2 separate regions of the Mus musculus genome follow, and region 2 is linked to region 1. A link is a contact called in public HiChIP or PLAC-seq data. All regions are on one chromosome and are shown on one strand. The core of a region is the stretch at or near the end of the contact, and the rest is flanking DNA. Distances in the headings are between cores, read along the strand shown. Region 1 holds the start of Snapc3 (small nuclear RNA activating complex, polypeptide 3). Region 2 has its middle 12 kb from the start of Gm42308.

Region 1 (5,188 bases), core at 2,388-4,887:
GTTTGGGGAGTTGACAATTGCTTTCAAGTTTCATTCTGACTCCATTTTTAAATTCTTTTATTTAAGAGACTACGCCTATGAAAAGGCACTGTATCTCCCAGTGACAAAACCCACACAAACTCCTTAGCCATTAGGTAAATGCAAATGAAAGGCACAAGGAGACATTAGTTCACACTTGCTAAGATGGAGATAATAAAATGCAGATGACGTTGTGTTGGAAAGGATATGGAAACTGGAACCCTCTGGTGCTGCTCAGAGGAATGTGAAATGGGGTAGCCATATTGGAAAGCCTTTGCCAACTTGATCCTGCTAGACAGGTTAGCCTAGGGAGAGCCCTTCATCCCCAAAACAGGACATAAAGAACAATAGATGGTGGTGATTGCTTCCGCTAACCAGTTTAGTTCAAACTGGATCAGTTCAAATTTAAATCAGGGACTTCCTTCCGTAGGTCTAAAAGAAACTGGACAAAAGGCTAAGTGTGGTGCCTATTAGCATTACCAAATACCAAAGCACAAACTGGCCTCCAGGTTCTCAGGATCTCAAATGATCTGTTACAGAGTCCTTGCCGTCGTGCAGGCTGGCTCCTGGCTCTTTTCACCCTGATCCCTACCCTAAACTCTTTCCTATAGAACCCTGACATTTCCCCTGTGCCTTTTGGTGTTCTCTCTCTCTCTTTCTCCTTTGCCCATACTCTCTTGTATTCCTTTCTTGCTCTCCCTGTGTCTTAGAGTCTATTGCTATGATAAAACACCATGACCAAAGCAACTTGGCTCACAACCCTCTTATAACCCTCTGCAATTCCAGTTCTAGGGGATTCTTATGCCCATGCAGGGAAAACATACACATAAATCTCAAAACAAACAAGCAGGAAAGAAATGTCACTGGAAGTTTTTGTGTATCTTTTTTAATTATGACAATGATGATATTTATATAAAAGATCTTATACAAAACCACTTTCACACCTCCTGAGCCAGGAATGTATTTATAATAACTAGGTTGGAGAATTACTAAAAAGAAGGCCCTACTTTTCTTTAGTCTCAAACCAACTGCAGTTTCAGAGTTATCAGGGAAATTAGAGCCCTTTCTTTGGCTTCTTAGTCTCATTAATAAAACAAGATAAAAAAAAAAAAAAAAGCCGGGCGTGGTGGCGCACGCCTTTAATCCCAGCACTCGGGAGGCAGAGGCAGGCGGATTTCTGAGTTTGAGGTCAGCCTGGTCTACAAAGTGAGCTCCAGGACAGCCAGGGCTATACAGAGAAACCCTGTCTCGAAAAAACAAAAAAACAAAACAAACAAACAAAAAAAAAGGCCTGATATTGCATGTCTTTAATCCCAACACTTGGCTAGCCTGGTCTACATAGTGGAACTCTGTATGAAAATAAATAAATAGAATGTTTTTAATTAGAGTTTAAGAAAAAAAAAAAAAAAGACAGCAACAGTACAGACAAGCTGTAAGTCTCAGCAGCTTCCAGAAGAAGGAAGATGGAAAAGAGAAAGAAAAGAAAGCCAGGCCTTTTGAGTTACATGTGGAGGTTAGACACAGAACCAAAGCTGGGGAGAAGTGGGGGCAGGGGACTGGACTGCTCCTGAGGGAAAAAAAAAAAAAAAGCCCAGAACATCATGGGAAATATGCCCAGGCTTTGGCAAGTATCTGGGAAAAGAAAGAAAGAAAGGAAGGAAGGAAGGAAGGAAGGAAGGAAGGAAGGAAGAAAGAGAGAGAGGTGTAAAAAACGAGGACATGACAGCTCCAAAGAGATGGTTAAAAAAGAAGGCTTTCATTGTAGATTTGACGAACAGTACAGCAGAGGCACTGTAAAGAGTCCGAGCAGGAAGAGAAAGCAGTAAACATGAAAAAAGGGTAGGTTGTGAGTGAATGTGGGTGCTGAGAACTAAACCACGGTCCTCTGGAATTGCAGCAAGTATTCTCAACCACTGAGCCATCTTTCAACCCCTTGTTTTGTTTTAGTTGAACTGTTAACTCGGCATTTTTCTTTTTTCTTGTATCAGCTCTTGCCCCTGGGTTCCTGCTCTGCTGGAGTCTTGTCCTGACTTCCTTTGCTGATGGCCTGTGATATGGAAGCCAAGTTGCTTTGGTCATGGTGTTTTGCCCATATTGTCTGTGCACTATTGCATGCCTGGTACCCAAAGAGGTCAGAAGAGGCCCTGGAACTGGAGTTATAGACCACTGAGAACTGCCACACGGGTGCTGGGAACCGAACCCAGGTCCTCTGGAAGAGAAGCTGAAGCTCTTTAGCCACTGAGAGACATCTCTCCAGTCCTGCTTGTTGTTTAGGAGACAGGAATTCCTGTATCCCAGGCTTGCTTCAAACTCCCTCTGAAGGTGATTATGACCTTGAACTTCTGGTCCTCCTGCCTCTCCCTTGCAAGTGCTGGGATTATTGATCCCAGGACTTCATGCATGTGAGCCAAGTATTTTATCAGTTGAGCTGCAGCCCAGTCCATCCAATGAGTTTCAATAAATAAAATATATAATATCCATGCAATACAATTAAATTCAACCAAAAAGGGGGGGGGGATGAAGTACTGAAATTTGCTGCAAAGTAAAAATATTGTACAATATTATAGAAACCTATTGTAAAGGTCATATATGATTACATTTATATTACATGTAGAAAATAAACTGGGTGTGGTGGGACATACCTTTAATCCCAGGACTCAGGAGGCAGAAGCGGCTGTGAATTCAAGGCTAGACTGTTCTACGTAGTGATATCCTATTTCAAAAAGCCCAGATAGCAAACCTTTACAGACGTAAAGCCTGAAAAGTGTTGGCTAAAGTTGGAAGGATTGGGAGTCATAACTAAAAGCAACCTTTTCACGAGTGGTGAAAATGTTCTTAAACTAATGGTTGCCCCATTGTGAATATACTAAAAGCCACTAAAGGAATAGTTCCAATGGCTGAATTATACAACATGTGTCACAGGACAATCATACAAGCCAGGGATTGTTCAGCACACCCTGCTATGATATTTGGAACAGCTGAGCGATGGCCAAGCTTCAGAAACATCTAGGCTCACTGGGTTTCAAGCTACTTCCATTTCCTAGTTTACCGGTTTACTCCTTTAACAATCACATTCGGCTCTCTCCCCGGAAAAGTGGTGACTTTTCAAAATATATACATATGGCTAAGAATGAATTTGTGTGTTGCATAGCCGACGTTCGATAAGCTCTATCGTGCAGGTAGGTATACAAAGGCACGCATACAAACACACACCGTGCCTTTCAGAAGATTCTGGACGAACCAGTCTCAGTGCCCCTTGTCCTTCAGGATTCTCTCTAGGATAGGAGGAACCGCAGAGCAGCTCGCAAAACCAGTGGACAAAAGTCCCGCCCCTACGAACCAGATTTGAGAAAACTATGAGATGGGGACCCAATGATTGAGTCTTTAGGTAATTGTGGGTCCCAATACCAGATCAGCTCGGAACACAGCGAGCCGCACAGCCCTCGGACAAGTCCAGAGAACAATGCATCCAGCCCGGCCCACAGCGACCGAGCCGCGCCCAGGCGGTAGCCAGCCTGCTGGGAAATGTAGTTTCTGAAGCACAGCTCGCGCAACCGCCCGCCACCCCGGAGCTCTGCAAAACTACAAATCCCGTCACGCCCCGCGACGCCCTCTCGCCAGCTTTTGCCGGAAGGGATCGTGGCTGACATGGCGGAGGACCTGCAGGGCGGCGGTGCGGGTGGCCCACAGCACCCAGTCCCCAGTGCGAGCCACAGCAGCTTTCCGGAATACGAGCTTCCCGAGTTGCACACGCGCGTGTTCCATGTGGGCTCCTTTGGGGAGCTATGGCGTGGCCGGCTAGGGGCCCAGGATTTGTCGCTGAGCGAACCGCAGGCAGCCGAGCAGCCGACCGACGGAGGGGCATCCAACGACGGCTTTGAGGATGCTGCAGTAGCCAGCGATCTGGGCTGCAGTCTGGAGGCAGCAGCAGAGCTGAGGGTCGTGTGCGGGTGAGTGTGCGGCTTCGGGGTTTTGCGTGGATCCCGCAGGGCTCAGCCTCGTCCCTGCGCTTCTCGGAGACCCTTAACCTTCGTCCCCCTAAACCCTTTCCGGAAGGCCGGAAGAGATCCTTGGGTCCAAAAGCACTTTCCTGAGGGGTGGATCCAGTAACGGGACACTACAAATGCACGAAAGACTTCTATTCTTGATCTTTAAAGTGCTTGTTGAAGTAACAGCGGTATATATCTGTCATTGATATTTGGACAATGGAAGTACCTGAGGATGGAGGAGACTTAAACAGAGCCGGGTTGAAACCTTTATTAACCGTGGTTTCTAGCGGTCCTCATGAAAATGTTATTACTAAAATTTCCCTAAAAGTTTCTTACCTGGAAATAGAAATACAAAAACTAACTTGTAGCGGTCCTTCTCCTTTTGACAGTACTGGCTGTCCTCAAATGAACATACACCCTTTTCGGTATAACACTGGCACAAAAACCATTGTCTTGAATTCTGGCCTCTTTTGAGCTGCCTGCTGGATTTCATAAGACTTAATTATTCAATGATGTATTTAGGACAAGCTCTGACCCGCTGTTGAAAAATGCATGGCTGATCATAAATCGTTGCTTTTCCTTTCTCCCTTTCCCAACCTCCCTTTCTCTAAGCCTTGATAAACTGAGATGCCTCGGGGAAGATGAAGACCCGGAAGTCATCCCAGAGAACACTGACCTAGTGACTTTATGGTATGAGTTTTGTTTTGTTATATGCTATTTGTTTTGGTGCTGGAGATGAAACACGACCTACCACTAAACTACAGTTAGTCTTTCTGCTGTTTATCTGAACACTCTGAATGTTTTACTCCACCACTTAAAATTCAACCATTAGTTTGGTGTCCTGGCTTTTGGCTGTAATCCCAGCCCTCGGGAGGCTGAGTCAAAACTGATGTAAGTTAGAGGTTAGCCTTAGCTACCTAGTGAGTTCAATGATAATTGATGACTGGTTGTTGTTGTGGTGGTGGTTGTTGTTGTTTTAAACATTTGGACATCCTTTCTTTGGCTCTGTGGCTCTGTGGCTCTGTGGCTCTGTGGCTCTGTGGCTATGGGATACAGTTGTGTGTGTTTCCCCAGGCTCTTCCATTCAGTAAATCACAGATACTGTGCTAATTTACCCATCAGTTACGTAGCTCCAAAAGAAGTACCATTCTGTAATTTGGGATTAGGGTGATATTTTTTTT
Region 2 (5,314 bases), core at 2,727-5,226, 83 kb after region 1:
CTCATTATTTTAAAATTAGCATGCTATTCACTATAAGCAAATGTGAATTTTATTTCATTTTCATATGGGTATATACACACTGATCCTGTTTATCCCATATTCCTTTCTCATCCCTCTTCTATCTCCTCTACTTTCAGATGGGTTTTGTGTGTAATTATATAGGTATTATATGTATACATACATACATGTTCATAAGGGAGGGTGCAGGCATGCTTATGAAGGCCAGAGGTCAACTTCAGGTGTCTTTCTCTATTGTTGTGTGTGTGTGTGTGTGTGTGTGTGTGTACACGTGCACACACGGACCCAGGAAGCAAAGTCATGCTGTCCGGCTTGGCAGCAAGTGCCTCTGCCACTGAGACATCTTCCTGCCTTCCACGGTACTTTCTGAGACAGTTTCCTCACTGAACGTGGAGCTCACCCACTAGGCTAGCTAGCCGAGCTCCAGGGTTCCTCTGGTTTGGTCTCCCCAGCCCTGGGATTCCAGAGTCACTTTGCCCATCTTTGTTTTGTTTTACATGTGTGTTAGTGGTCTGAATTCAAATTCTTGTGTTTGTGTGGCAAGAATGTCATCAACTGAGCCATTTCCCCAGTCCTTCAGATGTTTTTTGTTTGTTTGGTTGGTTTGGTTTGGTTTTGGTTTTGGTTTTGGTTTTGGTTTTGGTTTTGGTTTTGGTTTTGGTTTTTTCAAGACAGGGTTTCTCTGTACAGCCCTGGCTGTCCTGGAAATCACTTTGTAGACCAGGCTGGCCTCGAACTCAGAAATCCATCCGCCTCTGCCTCCCGAGTGCTGGGATTAAAGGCGGGTGCCACCACGCCCAGCTTCAGATGGGTTTTTAATAACACTTAGTCACCATAGCTAATCAAATAGTGTGGTGGTTTGAATGAATGGCCTCCCTCGGCTCATGTATTTCAGGGATGGAAGTCTGAGAGGACTACCAGGTAGGTGTGGCCTTTACGGAAGTGTGTCTATCACTGCGGGTGGTTTTCCAGGTTTCAAAAGCCCATGTCAGGCTCAGTTCTTTCTGTCTGTCTGTATCTGTGTCTGTGTCTGTGTCTGTGTCTGTGTCTGTGTCTGTGTCTGTGTCTGTGTCTGTGTCTGTGTCTGTGTCTGTGTCTGTCTCTGTCTCTGTCTCTGTCTCTGTCTCTGTCTCTTTATAGCGCGTAGTGACTGCTCTAGTACAATGTTACCTACAATGTTCCCTGCTATGATAATAATGGACTAACACCTCTGAAACTGTAAGTAAGCCCTAAGTTCAATGTTTTTTTTTTTTCATTTTCATAAGAGTTGCACTGTCTGGCTGGAGAAATGGCTCAGCAGTTACGAGTACTGACTGCTCTTCCAGAATTCAATTCCCAGCAAACACATGGTGGCTCACAACCATCTGTAATGGGATTCAATGCCCTCTTCTAATGTGTCTGAAGACAGCTACATATACTCATACATAAAAAAAAAAATGAATATATATTTAAAATTGCAATTGTCATGGTGTCTCTTCACAGCAATAGAATAATGAGTAAGACAAATAAGATATATAATAGATTTTGATAAAGTATTCATCATCGAAATTGCTTCTGTTAAGCAGATGTGTTTTAGCCAAGGAATAATATTTAGTAACTATATCAAAATACTTACTTATAGTTTTTCATTTGTACCAATAATTTGATAAAGAATATAAGAAGCTGGAGAGATGGTTAAGCAGTTAAGAGCACTTGATATTTTCCAGAGAACCCATGTTTAATTCACAGTATCTAACTTTGGCAGCTCACAAGTGTCTATAGCTCCAGCCCCAGAGAATCTGATGCTTTCTGGCCTCACAGGCACCTGCATACATGTGGCAGACACATAGATACATAAACTTTAAACAAAAATTCTAAAAACGTAAATTTCATCTTGTCCATATGTTTAATTAAAGGGGAAAATGTGTGTGTGTTTCAGCCTAGCAGTTAGTATATATTTAAATTTTTTTATCACATATTAGACATGTTTTAACATGTTGCAAGATAAGAGTAATCTAAAGGTTAGCTAGAAAATGTTATAAAAGTTTGAAATTTATTATGATTTTAGAATACATTCCATTTGACAGAATCACATTTTTATCCTGGATTTGAACGGACATACTTGGAAACAGTAATCTTGGGAACTTCCCAGATATTTGTTAGAGTCAAAGTTTGCTAACTGAGCATCCAAAGCAGTGAATAAAGAGGACGGTGAGGGGCTGGAGGCAGCCCAAGTCCAGTTCCCAGTTCCCACATGGCAGCCCACAGCTGTCTGTAGCTCCAGGTCCAAGGGCTCCAATGCCATCTTCCAACCTCTGCAGGTCCCAGGCATGCATGTGCAAAGTGCCCATAACACAGAAAATAGAATCACTGAGAAGAATAATTTGCTTAAAAGGAATGAGGAAACACTCTAATAGCTAGATTTCTTGTCAGTATTGTGTCTACTCTGCTCTTGTGAGGGCCTCTTCTACTTTTATATAATTTGAGAGGTGGAAGAGACAGTACTGGACCATAGTCTGCTGTTCTGGTAGGCCATACGTGCTGATAAAGAGATAAAAATCACAAGTAGTCGGGCGTGGTGACACACGACTTTAATCCCAGCACTCAGGAGGCAGAGGCAGGTGGATTTCTAAGTTCGAGGCCAGCCTGGTCTACAAAGTGAGTTCCAGGACAGCCAGGGCTGTACAGAGAAACCCTGTCTCAAAAAATAAAATAAAATAAAATAAAAAATCACAAGTAAAAGTCTAAAAGTCCAATTAATACTGTAAGCCTAGGTTTTACAAACTTCTCGTTTTTTTGTGACAAGGGTGACTGGTTCACACTTCCTATGTCACCAGGGATGACCTTAAACATCTTTCTTCTTGCCTCTACTTTCCAAGTGCCGGGAAAACATAAATAAAACAACACAGCCCTTTTCATGCTGTGGTAGAAATGGAACCCGGGCCTTCATTTGCCTTCTCTGTATAAACTCTACCAACCCAGCTACATTCCCAGTTCCACAAACTTTAATAATGAATATCCGGAGCCAGATATGGTGTGGCCTCCATCCCCAATCCCAGCACGGAGGAGATTGAGACAGAAGGATCCTGAACTGTATAGACAGTTCATAGTGGGTGGGTGGTGGCGTAAGCTTTTAGTCTTAACACTCTGGAGGCAAAGGCCGGGCAGATCTCTGGATTTGAGGCCAGCCTGGTCTACCGCACGTGTTCTAGGACAGCCAGGGCTACACACAAACGCCCTGCCTCAAACAAACCAAACAAAGCAACAAAAAAAGTATAGACAATTCAAATTCAATAATATATCCTATTGCTTTTCCATGGAGCTGTGCTTACACTCAACTGGCCGTTCCTTATCTTACTTTTAACTGTTTGTTTTTATGCATGTGTGTCTGTGTTCATATGAAGGTAGGTGTCTGCTAAGGCCAGAGCTTGGAGCTAGAGTTATATGACACTGTGAGCTGCCTGACATGGGGGCTGCGAACCCATCTTGAATCCTCTGCAAGAGCAGTACCACTTCCTAACTCCTGAGCCATGTCTCCAGGCACCTCTTTGATTTCAGTTTATGACAAAAGAATGTTTTCCCAGAACCAAGACTCCTTCCCCCCCTCATACCATCTCTATCTGATGTCAGCTAAAATATAACATTGGCAATTTTTTTTTTTTTTTTTTGGTTTTTTTTCGAGACAGGGTTTCTCTGTGTAGCCCTGGCTGTCCTGGAACTCACTCTGTAGACCAAGCTGGCCTCGAACTCAGAAATCCACCTGGCTCTGCCTCCGGAGTGCTGGGATCAAAGGTGTGCGCCACCACGCCCGACTCCTGAGAAGGACTCTTGATCAGCAACGAATTTCTATAGTAAAGTAGCAGTCTCCAGGTTCAGGAAAGAGCCCCTATCCGCTGCAGGAACACTTCACTTGTATCTTCATCCTCCGCTTCAACTGAGTGGGCGTGTCTGTTCCATTGATTGGCTGTCCATCAAACAGGAATCTGAGCTGCGGAGTTCACTAACCTTGTCGTTCACAATGGGCTTTCATTGCTTTACTAAGTGGTTCAAGCTTCTTGGATCTTAAATTGCACCACAGAACCATCCGGCCCCACTACCTTCAAAATAATATGATCGTTGTTCTCAGGCTCTGCTCCTCCCTTGGGGTTCTTGTGCAGCTGGGAGTCTCCTCAGCTGCATCTTCACAAAAGAGGTTGGAGGTCCTCACTGAGGGAGCATAGCAGCACTGGGCGGAGGTGGGGGGTGGGAGAGGTGGGAAGGATGGGGGTGGGGGTGGGGTGGGAGGGGTGCGCAAGGGAGCATCAGGCAGAGGGCGCTGCGATTTGCGACTCCTCCTCTCCGCCTTGTGCGCATGAGCATCCTTTACATTTTAATTTTTTTAAAAAAATACATTTTAAAATCTTATTATGGAAAGCGTTGCAAATAAGAAGCACCACACGCTTAGATTCGGGATTTTTTAAAGGAATGGTTTAATTAAATGAAATATTCAACAATTAGGCTTTTTAGTTGATAGTATCAGATTCATAGGAGGTGGGGTGGAGAGTTGTTTTGTTTTTGAGACAGTTCACTCTCTAGCCCTGGCTCTTCTAGAATTGGCTGTGTAGATAACACCGGTCTGGAAACTGCTGGGATTTGCTGGGCCTTGCAATATGCTACCGTACCCCACAACCCCATCCCACCGTGTGTGTGTGTGTGTGTGTGTGTGTGTGTGTGTGTGTGTATGCTTGTTGTTGTTTTGTTTTCATGGCTGGTGTTTTTCCCCTTGAGACCTGCCTTATCTAGTACCTTGGCTACTCCGGCTTACTGTACGTGTTTGTGTGTGGTGCTTGGCAGTAAGTCTAGTGCCCTGTATGTACTAGTCAAGCATTCTACCACTGAGCTGCATTTTCAGCCCTTTCCTCTACACTTTTTTACTTTGAGACAGTCTCAGGAAATTCCCCAGGCTAGTCTTGAACCTGCTCTTATATACCAGACAAGCCTGTGATTTGCCTCGATCCTCTGAGCAGCTGGGATAATAGACTTTGGCCACTGAACCCAGCTTTCTGCTTGCTCTTTTTGTTTTGTCTTGTTTTGTTTGTTGCTCTTGTTGTTGTTGTTTTGAGAGGTAGTATTTCTCTGTATAGCCCTGACTGTCCTGGAATTACCTCTGTAGACTAGGCTGGCCTCAAGCTCAGAGATCCTCACCTACTCAGCTGCCTCCACCTACTGAGTGCGGAGATTAAAGTCATATGCTATCATGCCTGGCCTTCATGCTTATTTCTGATAAACACTTGCATGGTATGACTTTTCCAGTTGTTTATTTTTAATTATATATATG

What was found. HiChIP or PLAC-seq counts read pairs in DNA pulled down with a chosen protein or histone mark.
Region 2: a contact with region 1 is called in an H3K4me3 HiChIP or PLAC-seq map of embryonic stem cells, with 16 read pairs. The contact joins the enhancer-like site here to the promoter of Snapc3 in region 1. A contact is called at or near these places in 1 of 39 promoter capture datasets (pre-B cells), 3 of 484 Hi-C or Micro-C datasets (centrocytes, cerebral cortex and cortical neurons), 5 of 115 datasets of contacts at active chromatin or transcription factors (the SCID.adh cell line, craniofacial prominence, effector CD8 T cells and 1 more) and 3 of 9 other capture datasets (adipose tissue, liver and pancreatic islet).

What each region holds. Positions count from the first base shown.
Region 1 is chr4:83,414,087-83,419,274 of GRCm38.p6, forward strand. Snapc3 (small nuclear RNA activating complex, polypeptide 3) reads left to right here and starts at 3,638. Exons shown (of 9, transcript NM_029949.4): 1 at 3,638-3,968; 2 at 4,620-4,697. The coding sequence starts at 3,667.
Region 2 is chr4:83,496,620-83,501,933 of GRCm38.p6, forward strand. No RefSeq gene overlaps it. Among named protein-coding and RNA genes, the nearest start is that of Gm42308, 12 kb to the right of the region's middle. Within about 2 kb of position 3,977, at least 69 of the 459 cell types and tissues checked have an H3K27ac peak or open chromatin away from gene starts, as enhancers often do. A contact at or near this core is called in cerebral cortex, cortical neurons, craniofacial prominence and 1 more, where this site is marked.